Linked DNA regions of Mus musculus: region 1 is linked to region 2. The links are chromatin contacts, called in public ChIA-PET maps. All regions are on one chromosome and are shown on one strand. The core of a region is the stretch at or near the end of the contact, and the rest is flanking DNA. Distances in the headings are between cores, read along the strand shown.

The links. ChIA-PET counts read pairs in DNA pulled down with a chosen protein or histone mark.
Region 1: an RNA polymerase II ChIA-PET map of memory CD8 T cells shows a contact between it and region 2, with 139 read pairs. The contact joins the promoter of Prkce here to the enhancer-like site in region 2. A contact is called at or near these places in 7 of 115 datasets of contacts at active chromatin or transcription factors (the SCID.adh cell line, effector CD8 T cells, embryonic fibroblasts and 2 more).

The regions. Positions count from the first base shown.
Region 1 is chr17:86,164,914-86,171,458 of GRCm38.p6, reverse strand. Prkce (protein kinase C, epsilon) reads right to left here and starts at 3,674. Exons shown (of 15, transcript NM_011104.3): 1 at 2,519-3,674. The coding sequence starts at 2,866. It overlaps Gm5817 (predicted gene 5817), which reads left to right and starts at 3,974. Exons shown (of 2, transcript NR_165800.1): 1 at 3,974-4,998; 2 at 5,732-5,992.
Region 2 is chr17:86,120,794-86,127,695 of GRCm38.p6, reverse strand. Srbd1 (S1 RNA binding domain 1) reads left to right here. Exons shown (of 21, transcript NM_030133.3): 7 at 1,447-1,585. Among named protein-coding and RNA genes, the nearest start is that of Srbd1, 21 kb to the left of the region's middle. Within about 2 kb of position 3,260, at least 1 of the 459 cell types and tissues checked has an H3K27ac peak or open chromatin away from gene starts, as enhancers often do. A contact at or near this core is called in memory CD8 T cells, where this site is marked.

The DNA of each region.
Region 1 (6,545 bases), core at 2,425-4,924, 43 kb before region 2:
AGAGAGATGAAAGTCCCTTTAGAGTAACCTGTTGCCTCTTTTTATCCTTGGGTTGATTAAAACAGTCAGCTTGGTAGAATTTGACCACATAAGGGGAACTTGGCGGACAGATGAGTTCAGAGATGGCTGAAGTACTCCACAGTAAAGACGGGGTAGCTACTTTGTACCCTCCACATCCCTGCACTTCAGGCTGTGCTACAGAGCCACACCTATGGAATGGTACACCTCTTCATTTCTCCAAAGAAGAGAGCACAAGGGTTTGAGCCCAGGAAATTCTACCCATAACTATGATGCTGTGTGTGTACTTGGGTGACAGGCATGGGGGGAAGGTGGTCCTTTTGTGACTTGTCTCCATTTCTAGCTGTGTGGCTGGGGTCCCCATACTCATTTCTGAGATCAGTCACAGCATCCCCCAGTCAGAACCAGCTCCACCATTTGAGTCATGCTTTGAGCTTCTCTCAGTCTTGTTTTTAATCTGTCCAATGCCTGTCATATCCAATTCACACTTGCTATAAGGCAGAAGAGATAATGATTTTGAAAGCACTTTACGTTATCACACACAATAAAAATGTCAGGGCCACAGCATATGAATCTGCAGGGCTAATAAATAGCCTGGGAGACCAGACAGACTGTTCCCCACTGGGCAAACAGTGAGCCATGGGAGGTGAGGGCTCAACCTCCAACCCACCTGTGCTTGCCATGCGACCTTGGGGACCCACTTAGCTTCTCTGGAACTCAATGTCCTTGTCTGGAAATGTTGCTTGTGCACTAGAAGATCTGGTCTACAGCCAAATCCAGTATAAATGGAAGAACCTTGGAGAACAGATATTAAGCAAGAAGCTCTGACTGAACACTTCCTTAGAAGAGCTGAGGAGAGAGAGTAGCGTCCTGTTCTGCTCTGGCTTTGGAGGAGCCCCCAGTTCAGTGTTGCCAGAGAAACTCAGATACATCCTTCCAGCCGGCGCATGGATGTGGAAGACTTGAACCTTCTGCTCATCTTTTCTGCCTTCTGCCCACTGCTTATGCCCTCTGAGACCCTCCTGCAACAGGCCCCACCTTCCTGATACTCTAGTCAAAAATCCTCTTCCCCTTTTATACAAAACCACAGATGTTTAGCACTGAAGTCTGTTTGTGAAGCTGGTTAGCCCCCCATGCCCCTTTGGGCATCACGGCGAACAGCAGTGAAAGGAGAGTGGGTGAAGGGGTGGGGGTGAGACTGAGGTCGGGATCCTAAAGTTTGCCTGCTGTCTACTTTAATGGAAGCCACAGACCTCCCAGCGTTGAGCTGTGGTTTACAAGGGTTGCCCTGAAAGCCTCTTTAGTAACCATGGTTTCCAGAAGGCTCTCCCACATCCAGGAGCATAAAAAGAGCAGGTCCCCTCCCCCCATCTCCCCCTAAAAGCTCCATGTCCTTGAAAATATATATTTAAAAATGTGAAGTAGAGTGACATGCCAAGGGCATGTGCACCCTCTGACCCTCCGATATTCATGAAGTTATCTGCTGTCAGCAGAGTGATTCTCCCACAGCTCTTCATAAGGCAGCACAGACAGCCCTCTGTGAAGACCAAAGAATCGGGGGAAAACATATCCATCCGTAGCAACACTTGCTCCAGATAGAAACATGTAACAAACCTGAAGATAGAGATACCCACTTCCTAACTGAATGCTGCTCCTACAAGAAGAGAGAAGCAAGCGGGGAGGGGGTTGTTTTTTCTGACTGCCCACGTGCCAAGGTTGGATGCATTTGGTTTAAGGTATATTGGCGAGGCCTACTTCAAAATCCCTCCTATGTGACAGTGGAATCAGCTAACAGTTAGCTCAATTTCAGAAATAGTGTTTGATCCTACAATATCTTGACAATCAAAGTCTGCAAGCATAAAATCTTAAGATTCAAAGTCCTGACTTCCTATCACCACAAGCCCTTTTGAGAATACGGCATTCTAAACAGATGGGCAAAGCAAGCTGGTGTTATGTTTGTAGGACCTATAGAGGGGACACTGGGGGTGAGGACCTTTCTGGTATGTCATCAAATGAGCTAAACAGTTGTTTAGGAAGAGGGGGCTTCCTACCAGAAAGACGGCTTTATAAAACTACTCACTAGGCTACCCAGGATAAAGCCAGGAGGCACAAAAACCCTCCAGTCTGAGCTCCACGTGTCTCTCCAAGGACAGAGAGACCCACCCACACACAGTCGCTCAGCCAAGTCCACCAGGGACTTGCAGATTCCTTCCACCAACCTATGCACCTGCATTCCGGGTTCTCTCCCAACTTGCAAGCCACCTGTACTGCCCACTGTTGGGAGGGCACGGGGGGGGGGGCAAGGGATAGTGCCCATCTGTCAAATCTCGTCTTTCATACCCTACTGTATATGTCTCTTCAGCTAGGAAATAAAACGTGCCTCTTCAAGAAAACTGAGCCGCACATGCACACACAGACAGCCCAGAGCCCCAGGACCAATGCTCAGGCAGCAAGTCTTTCCCTGGGACCCGGGACTCCCGGACGTGGAGGACCGACTCACCCAGTCCTCGAAGTGACGGCTCCCATTCTGCAGCAGCTCCTCGAACTGGATGGTGCAGTTGGCCACGAAGTCGTCGTAGCCGATAGGAGCGTCGTGAAAGACAGCCAGCTCGATCTTGCGCCCATTGCACACATCGGTGACGAACTCATCGTGCCAGGCCGGGCTGTTGGTCTTTTGCTTGGTGGCTGTTTGGCCGATGCGCGAGTCGTCCACGTTAAGGGCAATGTAGGGGTCCAAAAGGAACGTCTGTGGCCGGGGTCCCACCGCATGGCGCAGCGACCAGGCTGTGGGCTTCAAGCTCACCGCCTCGCAGATTTTGATCTTAAGAAGGCCATTGAACACTACCATGGTCGGGGCGGGGGTCACTCCGTCCGCCCCGAGGGCAGGATTGAAGAGCAGGAGCAGGCGCGCCGGGAGCCTGGGGGACTCCTGGGTCCCCTCTTGCCCCACCCCACTCACTCGCTACACCTTGTGGCGCTGCCTCCTGGCGCCGCCGATTCTCAGCGAGTGCATGTATTTCCTCGCCGGATTCCTAACGGAAAACAGGGAGGGGGGAGAGCTGGAGACGTCCGTTTTTTTGGAGCAAGTCTCTCCCCCCCACCACCGGCGACACCTCCACGGCAGGAGACGAGCTGTCGCCTCCGCTGCAAGCCGCGGGGGCTGCCTCGCCGCCTCGCTGGTTCTTCGGGTCCGTGTGCGGAGAAGCAGGCGCCGCGCCCGGCGCTCACCTACCTTTCCGAAACATAATCCCCGGGCAATTTCGACTCCCGGAGGGGGAGGGGGCGGCGGGACGGGGCGGGGACGAGAACCGGGGGCACAGATTTCAACCCGGATCCTCTTCGCCCACCCAGCGCCTGCCTCGGACGGCGCGGGGCGGAGGGTGGACTGAGGGATGTGCAGTCTATCCGGAGGGATGCATGTCGAGAGGAAATGGTCCTCCCCGGAGCCAAATTTTTAAAAAATCCACAAGCCGCACGATCAGCCCCGCCGTCACCTCCCGGGTTAAGCAGAGTCGCGCCGTAGCCGGCGATCGCGAGGCGCCCGGTGCCTGGGATCTCACATCCGCGCGGGCTTGGGAGGTAGAGGTGGCCGCCACTTGGGTTCGGGGCGCAGGCCGGCACCCGGCGGTGCGCAGCGCGGCGGCCGGGCAGGGACTGCGACTCCGCGCGGCCCCTCCTCCCGCCCGCCGGCGCCCGCCCGCCCGCCGCGCTCCCCGCGTCCGCGCTCTCGGCTGCCGCCGGCTCGCCGCCCGCCAGAGCGCTCAGCCCGCGATCTGCTTCCCTCGATCGCTGTGCGAGCGATTCTCCCTCCCTCTAATGCAGGAAATGCGCAAAAGACGTCAGTGTGTGTGAGTGTGTGTGTGTGTGTGTGTGTGTGTGTGTGTGTGTGTGTGTGCACGCGCGCGCGCGCGCGCCACTGTTTGGGGAAATAGAAAGTTTTGCCGGTTGGGGGAGCAATACGGGAAAAGTGAGCCGAGCAGAAAAGAGCAGGAGCGGGCCGGCCGGGTCCGTTTGCCGTGGCGCGCGGGGGAGCTGAGGAAGGACTCCGCGCGGAACCCAGGAGTGTGGCGTCGCGGAGGTGCGGGAGCGACTGTCGCAGGCCGAGTCTGTGCTCCTCGGATCTGCACCAGGAGAGCGGGGTCTGGACCCGGAGAGCAGCGGGCCGCGCTTTTCTCTCGCACCCTGCGGCCAACACTATCACTTAAAACTGGGCCTGGTGGAATGGAGGGGGTCGCAATGTCCAAGAAGACTAATCACCTTCCCCCACTCTGCCTGGACTGCGGCGGTCACCAGTCGCCCGCGGAGAGCTGGCCTATTTGTCACTCTGCCCTGGGATTCTCTACTGTGCCGCGATGGGGGAGGGGACACCCGGACTGCTGAGCCCTTCGGCTGGGTGTGAGTTTTGAAACCCTCTTTTTTTCCCCCTTGAGGAGACTCTCCCCTCTGGGGATTTGTTCTGGGCCTGATTGGGTTGCGAGAACTTGTGGAAGACTAGTAGAACCTGGGCCCGGCCTGGTTCGAATGTCTGTTTATTTCTCAAAGTGACTCCTCCTACTTATGCGGGACCTTGTGTGTGCCCCTTAAGAGGACAAGGCTTGATCCGCGCCCTGACAACCGGCGTTCGGGCTGCGGGAAAGCCCGATGCGTCCTCCTGGGGTCCAGTGGCTGTATCCATACTAATTTCCTCGGTAACCTTTAAACTCTCTGGAAGCAGCCGCGACGGCGGCTGGTCACGTGAGGCGAGCCCTGGGCTGCTGGGGAAGAATTTCCTGGGCCAGGGACCAGGACCGGGAAGGCGGGCGGCAGGGAATGGCTCTGTGCCGAGGGGGACTGGGAACCTGGGAGCGCCGGGCGGGGCGCGCCAGGCCCCGGGCGCCGCGCAGCGGGAACTTCCAGCCTGCGCCCGGGAAGGGGTTCGTCCCGCAGCTCTCCGCCGTGTGAGTGGAAAAAGAAAACCTCCGCCCTCACCCGAGTGCCAAGGCAAGTCCGGCTGTTCGTTCGGATGGTGAAAAGCTAAGTGTTTATCTGGCGACTCTGATAAGTGTGGATCAAAATGTACAAACCGCATTCCATTCACTTTTTCCTCTGTGGAAAAGGGTTATCATTTCTTGTAGTTTAAAGATGAGAAGGCAGTCTCCAGGAATGACATACCAAGTACAGTACACACACACACACACACACACACACACACACACACACACACAGAGTTCAGGGGTTTGAGTTCAGGCAGATCTCCTCCTAAAGTTTAAGTGTGCAGTCACGCCCCCTCCCCGTAGCTCACTTACTTTCCTGACAGCCAGTCCTGTTGCGTGGGATAAAAATGCACCTTTGCTATACAGATGCTGATAAAAATGCACCTTTGGCAATGATTATGGCCTTAAGATCATTGGCGCCTAAAAAATAATTTTAAAACTTCCTATAAGGACATGCAGCAAAACGTAATGACAATGAGACTTTCTCTCCAGGCTATGTGTTTAAGAAGCAGGCCCAGTGCTAAAAGAACAAAACAAAACAAAACAAAAAACCGGTAGGGATACACTCTAGGTTAAAGAATGCCCCCCCCCAAATCATTAAACAAAATGGTATTTAAAATATTTTTGAATAAAAGGTAATATTTTTAAAATAAAAGGTATTATTAATTTTCAGGATGAATAGAACATGCTAGTTTTAGGTCTTTTTAAATAGTTCACTAAGTACAGTTCTCTTTACTCAGGTTCTTGGCATCCATCAAGATTTTCACATAAACGGAAGGCTTCATTTGCCCTACTCTGCCCCGGCCCTGCTGGGCAGTCCAGCCAGGCAGGGATTTCTTGAAGTTAGAGATCCGAACTTAACTAGTTGGTGTTTCTTGATATGTCTCCAATTTTGTCTGATGGGCCCTATCTTACGTGCAAATAGAGTTGGAATCGGAAAATCATAGACATGATCCCTTCTTTTTTGGCATACTAAACAAGAAATAAATTTAAAATTAAACACTGAATTTGAACTTTAGAGTTTGTTTATCCCCCCCCCCTCCACTCCTCCCACACCCTGCTTCTACCAGCAAACAAAATGCCAGTAGCTTGCATTGGATGAATGTTTATATTAAAAGGGAGAAGTTGGGTATTCTCTGTGCAAACAGTGTGCTCATTACATCTTTGTTTCTAAATAAATCTCTCACCTTCCCACTCTCTAACCTAGCCACATAAAAACTCCCCAGGGACACCATGGATATGTGAGACACTAGCTTGTCAAAATCTCTCTCTCTCTCTCTCTCTTTCTCTCTCTCTCTCTCCCTCTCCCTCTCTCTCTCTCTCTCTCTCTCTCTCTCTCTCTCTCTCTCTCTCACACACACACACACACACACACACACCCTGATTTCAAGACAGGGTCCCACTAAGTAGTTCTGGCTGTCCTGGAACTCACTATGTAGACCACCCTGGCCTTGAACTCACAGAGATCTTCTTGCCTCTACCTCCCAAGTGCTGGGATTCAAAGGCATGAGTATCTATGCTTGATATAAGGGAGCACTCTTAAATTTACCTGGA
Region 2 (6,902 bases), core at 2,011-4,510:
GTGGGATGCCTGAGTGCTTATGATTTGCGGTCTCTTTTTATCACTGAGGAAGACTAAGATGGAAAAAGCTAAGCCACTAGCCACTGTTAATTAATTCCCTGGTGATTTTATCTTTTAATCAATACATATTTCCTGGATGCCTTTTTGTGTGTGCTAGGAACTTGGGTTTGCACATATGGGCATTGTAGTCAATAGTCCTTGCCCCCTAGGAATTTCCAGTTAAGGAAGGAAGAAGAGTAGATTATTCAAGTGTGAAGTGCAGGGGAGATGGCAGAACTGGAGACCTACACATGAATGTCTTCAGCCTGTAACTAAAACAGTTGGCACTCTGGTTATTTGTTGGTTTGACGTCTTTGTACTCCACCAGCAATAGGTAGAAAACATGTCTGTATTGAGTAGGTGCATACTTTTAAAATTACCCTCCCCTAAATAATATAACCTAAGAAGCGTTCACATGCCACTTCCATTGTCTTTATTGTAAGTGATCTAGAGATGATTTGTTTATAGGAAGCAGTGCATGGGTTGTATGGAAGCACCAGTCTATTTTCTATAAGGGACTTGGTATTCACAGAAGCCAGCAGCCCCTTATGGATTCTTTGATAGGCTTATGTTAGAAGCTATGAGACTGGGAGAATTCACTTTAGGAGGGGATTATGGACTAGCAGGTCAGTATGACCACTGGGAAACAGCAACTTTTGAAATAAAAGTCAGAATCTGGAGTACATGTTGAAAAAAATCATCAGAGAACTCTGAGGAGACTCTGGAGCTGACATAAGTGGATCAGGAGGAAGGAGGTTGTGACTGAGGTGATGAATAGCAGTTGTAGCAGGGGGTTTGGGCAAGATCCGGACTGAAAATCATTATCATTAGGGAAGTGCTGTGGACCTTCAACATAATACTTCAGCAGGCTATGTGGGAAGAGAAGCCAGCAGGCCAGCAGGTGGAAGAGTTGAGGAGGGAGGGGGGGAGGAAGAGGGAGAGGGAGAAGGAAAGAGAAGAGGAGTAGGAAGAGCAAGAGGGAGAAGGAGAAGGAGAGAGAAGAAGAAGAAGAAGAAGAAGAAAAAGAAGAAGAAGAAGAAGAAGAAGAAGAAGAAGAAGAAGAAGAAGAAGAAGAAGAAGAAGAAGAAGAAGAAGAAGAGAAGTATTGTATGAAACAACTTTGACTTTAACGGGGGCTTGCTTGTTTGAGGACCTTGGAGTTGAGATGATGAGTTTTAGAGATGAGTAAATGCCAGTGGAGAATGAACTGAGCACATAGAAAATGGTGAAGATAAAGCCGTAACACAAAGCACCCCTGTAGTCTGATAGAGTTCATCTCTGAGGGGACAGGACAATCCAGAGAAAGATGCTTATGGTATTTTCAGTATGTCCTAGTCCTGTGTCCCTGTTTTGATTTTGACTTTGCAAAACAGACTCCTGTGATATATTCTCTGCCTTTTTTCCTAGTCTGCTCCATATAAAATGGGGAGCAAGGGCACGAAAGCCCAGAGAGCAAAACAGTTGGGGCTAGAAGGAGCAGCGTGGACCCTGCTGGAGAACCCGGGGCAGCTCAACCTGCTGTCTTACATCAAGCCTGATGTTAAAGGTACTGGCTTCCAGAAGAGGGCAGCCTGCTGCTGCTCTGCTTTTAGATGCACATGCCTCCACTCATTACCTACACTCAGCCTGTCTTCACCAGTGGTTGTACAAATGTCTGTCAACAGCAGATGAAGAACAGATGACTCGAACAAACAGGTCCTGGCCAATCTCCTGCTTCCGGTGACTTCCCCAATCTCTGCTGTTTCTCTTTCTTCATTTACACATGTCTCTTAAGACCTGTGTTCACAACATGTACTTCCCAGTTCCTACTTGGGCTTTCTTAATGCCATCTTCAGTAAATAGAAGGTCTCAGGGTGTTTTTATTAACTTATTAATCTTTTAAGATAATTGATGTTTTTACTTTTAAATGAAATCCCTCTATACCCCAAGGTTATAAAAATTCTTCTATTATCTTTCAAAGCTTTTATTTTATTTCTGCCTTTTAAAAACCCTATAACTTAGATTTTCTCTTCAAAAAGAATCTCAATACTTCTGGCATACACAAAGAACAAATTGGCTTCTGCTCTTAACACTTTTTCCTATGTAATAAGGGGGCTTTTTCTAAAATTTGCTCCCAAATGTATTCTGTCCTTTGTGTGAGAGAGAATGAGACAGGGCACAGGAGAAAGGTTTAAAAGATTATTATTCTCTGGAGCCTTACTCTTTAGCCTGGACTTGAACTTGCAGTTTTCTTGCCTCATCTTTAAGCTTATTTCTCAAAAAACCATTGATTCTTTTATGTTTTAGTAACTGTATATATTAATATAGACATTGTCTAGATATACAAGCATTATTTAATGAATTTTAATGAATTTAATGAAGTTTAATGAATTTTGTAGTCAGACAACATTGACCTGAAGTCAAATTAATATGACTGTCATTTCACACAGCTGCCTTTTCTTCTTTGGTGGTAAGAGCACCTGTGTTACTCTCTTAACAAATCCCAGTATGCTGTGTAACGGGCTGTAGTCCTCATCTGCACATTAGATGCCCTGGCTTTGTAGCCCATCCAGCTATAGGTCAGCTCCAACTTAAACCCGTGTTTCTCCATCCCTGTTGGATTTTTTTGACTTTCTGTTGATTCTGCAAACTGGGAGATGTACTTATCAACAGCGGTCAGTCTGTGATAACAAAATCCATGCTGTGTATTTAACTATGGAGAAATATGGTGCACTAGACATATTCTAGCCAGTTGAATTTGTGTTTTTAAAAAATGAGTATTCATATCTGTAAACTGCAAACTATCTGTTCACAGACATACATTTTAATATGTTTGGGAAAGGACAGTAATGTAAAGAGTTATTTGAAGTTAGAGATGGATTGAAATGAATACAATCCATATTTGCTTAGTTTTTAATACTTATTTATAGTTATATGTTCAGTGATTTAGAGCATTTAAGTTTTTATTTTGATTGTTATACTATGGTCTATTCAGTTGCAGCCTTACAAAGTTCATTTATCTTCTTTCTTGGCAGTGTTCTGGGGACTGGACCCAGAGTCCTTCCTGTGCATGCATTTCCTTCAGCAGATCTGTATTGCTTTTGCAGAAAGCATTTCATATTTTAATGACAGATGAGCCTTAGTAGCCTTGAGATTCACTGCTGGGGCTGGGGACTGTGTGTGTCTGCTGTGGAGACTAGCTGCAGGGAGGTGTGCTGCCTGTTGTTCCTTATGGCTGAGTCTTTGGCTTCCATTTCCTGTCTTCTTTGGTACAGTGGTCTCCTTGGTTCCTAGGTATACTACATTCCTCCTACACAGGTCTCGATGCTTGTATCTCCTAAAAAGGTCTTTCCTCTGACAAGCTCATCCAGATACCCTGTGATTATATCTACCCCATGTCCCCTCACTCCTCTGACAGGCTTATCCATATATCCTGTGATTATATCTACCCCATGTCCCCTCACTCCTCTGGGAACCCTCAACATGGCTCTCCTAAAACCCACTGTCTTAGTCAGGGTTTCTATTCCTGCACAAACATTATGACCAAGAAGCAAGTTGGGGAGGAAAGGGTTTATTCAGCTTACACTTCCATGCTGCTGTTCATCACCAAAGGAAGTCAGGACTGGAACTCAAGCAGGTCAGGAAGCAGGAGCCATGGAGGGATGTTCCTTACTAGCTTTCCTCCTCTGGCTTGCTCAGCCTGCTCTCTTATAGAATCCAAGACAGCCAGCCCAGAGATGGTCCCACCCACAAGGGGCCTTTTCCCCTTGATCACTAATTGAGAAAATGCCTTACAGTTGTATCTCATGGAGGAATTTCCTCAACTGAAGCTCCTTTCTCTGTGGTAACTACAGCTGTGTCAAGTTGACACAAAACTAGCCAGTACACCCACCATCATTCCTCATGTCTCCTTTGGGTGTTGTTTTTTGTTATTATTTTTGTTTTGTGTGTGTGTGTCTCACTGTGTCCATTACTGCTGCCTGCTGGAATACTGACTGGCCTTCTTGTCTTGAGCTTGTGTGGGTAACTACAGTTGCAGGGAATTCATGAGTGCAGTGGCCATGACTTGTCCCCCACACAGCATTTCACAGAACTCCTCTTTGACTTCTCTCTCTCTCATGCTCTTTCCACACCTTTCTCTGTTCTCTGAAGTCTGTGGATAGATAATGCAGGGCCTACTCACTCTCAGCACTTGTATTAGCTATGCGTCTCTACGAGCTTTAGCCCACTGCAAAAGATACTTCTCTAGAGGGCCATGGTTGAAAGCAGCACTGGTCTACGGTGTAAACATAAATCCTGACCATCCCCCTTCTGATGGTCACATGTGGTGACACAGGATACATGGTGGTTGACAGCAGGCTTTGACACTTCAGGTCATGTGACTAACACAGACCCAGCAGGTTTTTATGGTTCCTACAGACACAGCAGGACTTAGTCTGGACTTCACTCACTTGTTGATTCTCATCACAAATACAGAGAATTATGGTGAATTCCAGTTAACTGTGTACTGTGTGTCAGGACTTTTCTGAACAAAAGCAACTTCTAGGAGAAAGAGTTTATTTTAGCATACAGTTCCAGAGGCGTGGGAGTCCATCCTGACAGAGAGGTGTGGCAGGAGCAGGCATGGCCTCAGCAGCAGCCAGCCCTAAGTGTGAAGCACAGAGCAGACTGACTGTAGGGTGAGGCTTTGAACTCCCAGCACTTGTCCCAGTGGGTGGCCTTTCAGCAAGGCACTCACTGGGCACCAAGCATTCAAATGCCTGAGCCTATGGGGGGCATTTCTCTTCTGACTACCACATGCTGCTTTTAAAACTTTGAGATGTTTCTTCTTTCTCATTTCCCTTCACTTTTTGTGCTTTACACATACACGTGATCACTTTGAATTCTATTACTGTGGGAGTTTTCTAAAGAAGTATTTTCATCATTCCCATCATTCTTCCTAGAAATATTTTAGAAACCAGACACATATATATATATTTTTCTTCAGTAGAAGACATTTCTTGCTCACTACACACTAAGAATTTGACCGGAATGAAAACCTATTCTGTACCAGGGATGGGCTTTGCCTGGGGCCTGGGCATCCCCGTACTGAGGAGGGAGGGCCTGAGGGCTCTGTGCTGTGAGGAGGCCTACGTCCCGAGAGAGTATAAAGAGACATTGGAGTGTCAGTGTCCCTCGACAGGCACAGCTGTTACTGCAGAGCATTTCCAGCTCTGTCACTATGGAGATCTTATTATCGGCTTCTCTGCTTTGGTTTTCCTTCTCTCTTGATTTTACAGAAGTACTTACTTTGCAGGCTGTAGTAAGCCTGAAAGAGCAACTAGGAGTGGAGCTTTTTCAGACATGTGGACATCTTCTGGTTGTTCTGGCTAGAGCACGCAGCCATGCACTATGAGAAAAGGCTACCCAAGTGACTGGTCATTTCTTCCTCCTGCTGAGACCCACTACCACAAGGAGAGGCAACTCAGGCAGTGACTCTCCCAAGCAGAGGTTTTAAAAAGCTTTGTCACAATCATCTGTGATGCTCCTGTCATCAAAGCATCTGCATTTTGACCAAGGGCAGCCCTTAGACGAGTGTAATTTTAATTATAAACATTCACTGAGTGTATAAGACTTTCAAATGGTGTTCTCCAGTGTGCTGAGGGTTTCCAAAGTCCCTTTGTTGTAGCAAACTTGTACTTTTTGTTCACCGCTTTCAGTAATGGTTTTCATTGTAAGCCACTTTTACTACTGAGTTCTGAGCCTGCTGTTGTAATGTCTCCTGCGATGATGCTCTGAGGTGCTTGGGGCGCCAGGTGTTAGTGCAGAGTGAATAGTTTTCTTAGCTCGTGACCCATCTAGTAGCTCATGGATACATACTGTAGATATTTTAAATCTTTAACATATGCAGGTTTCTATTTGTAAAAGTAGTTTGTCACTGAAAGTTTTCTCAGAGAAATTCTTTTAAAATGTAAATAGAATTTCTATTGATTTCAATCCCTATTTCTTTAAAATAGAGTACTGTTTCAGTAGTTACCAGAAGTTATTATAACACACCAAGTATTTATAGCTTTATTTATTATGCCCAAAGAAGTCTGTTGCACTGTTCTCGCTGGTTTTGTACCTTTTACTCATGGAAACTGTGTTCATGTAAAGATATACATATGACACTCAGAGATTCTGTAGTTAAAGCCTTGATGTAAATCAGCAAAAGCAGAATGCAGATAGAACACTGCAGATGAGAGAAATGAAAGAGCACCAGGCAGGTGCGCTCTGTGAGCGCATGAGACGATAGATACCACGGCCGTGCTGGGGCAGAGTCAGGGCTGCAAACTGCCAGTGGGGAGTGCTTTACATTTTACAGATTTATATAAAGAGGATAGAAAAAGCTTTCTATTTCATGTACCGTCTGTAGATGGTTTCATCAAGATGAATGTCTAGTGTTACCTTTGAGATTTTATGGGTCACTGAGAACGTGGTAATGTCTCATGCTCAAATAGCAATATTAATGAAATCACTTGAAAGGGCAAAATTTTATGTTCCATAAAATTACATATCTTGGGAAATGATTGATTCAGACTTGGTTCTTACAGCATTTAATCTTTGTAACCACATCTGGGAGATAAAGATTACTCCATATTTATGGGAAACTGAGACAGGGAAGGCAAATAACCTGTTCTAGGTCCCAGGATTGTTAAGTGGTGGGGCCAAGAGTTGACCAGATGAGCCCAAAGCTGCATTTCACCATTTCCTGGCCTGTTAGGAAAGGGCAGCAGCATTGCTTCTGGACATCATTTCTATGGACATGGAAGCAAGTCACTCCCATGATGCCTTTCTCTCCTAAGTCTGTTAATGTAAGAATTTATGAACTGGAATTTAGTTTAATATGTTTAATTATAGGCCTT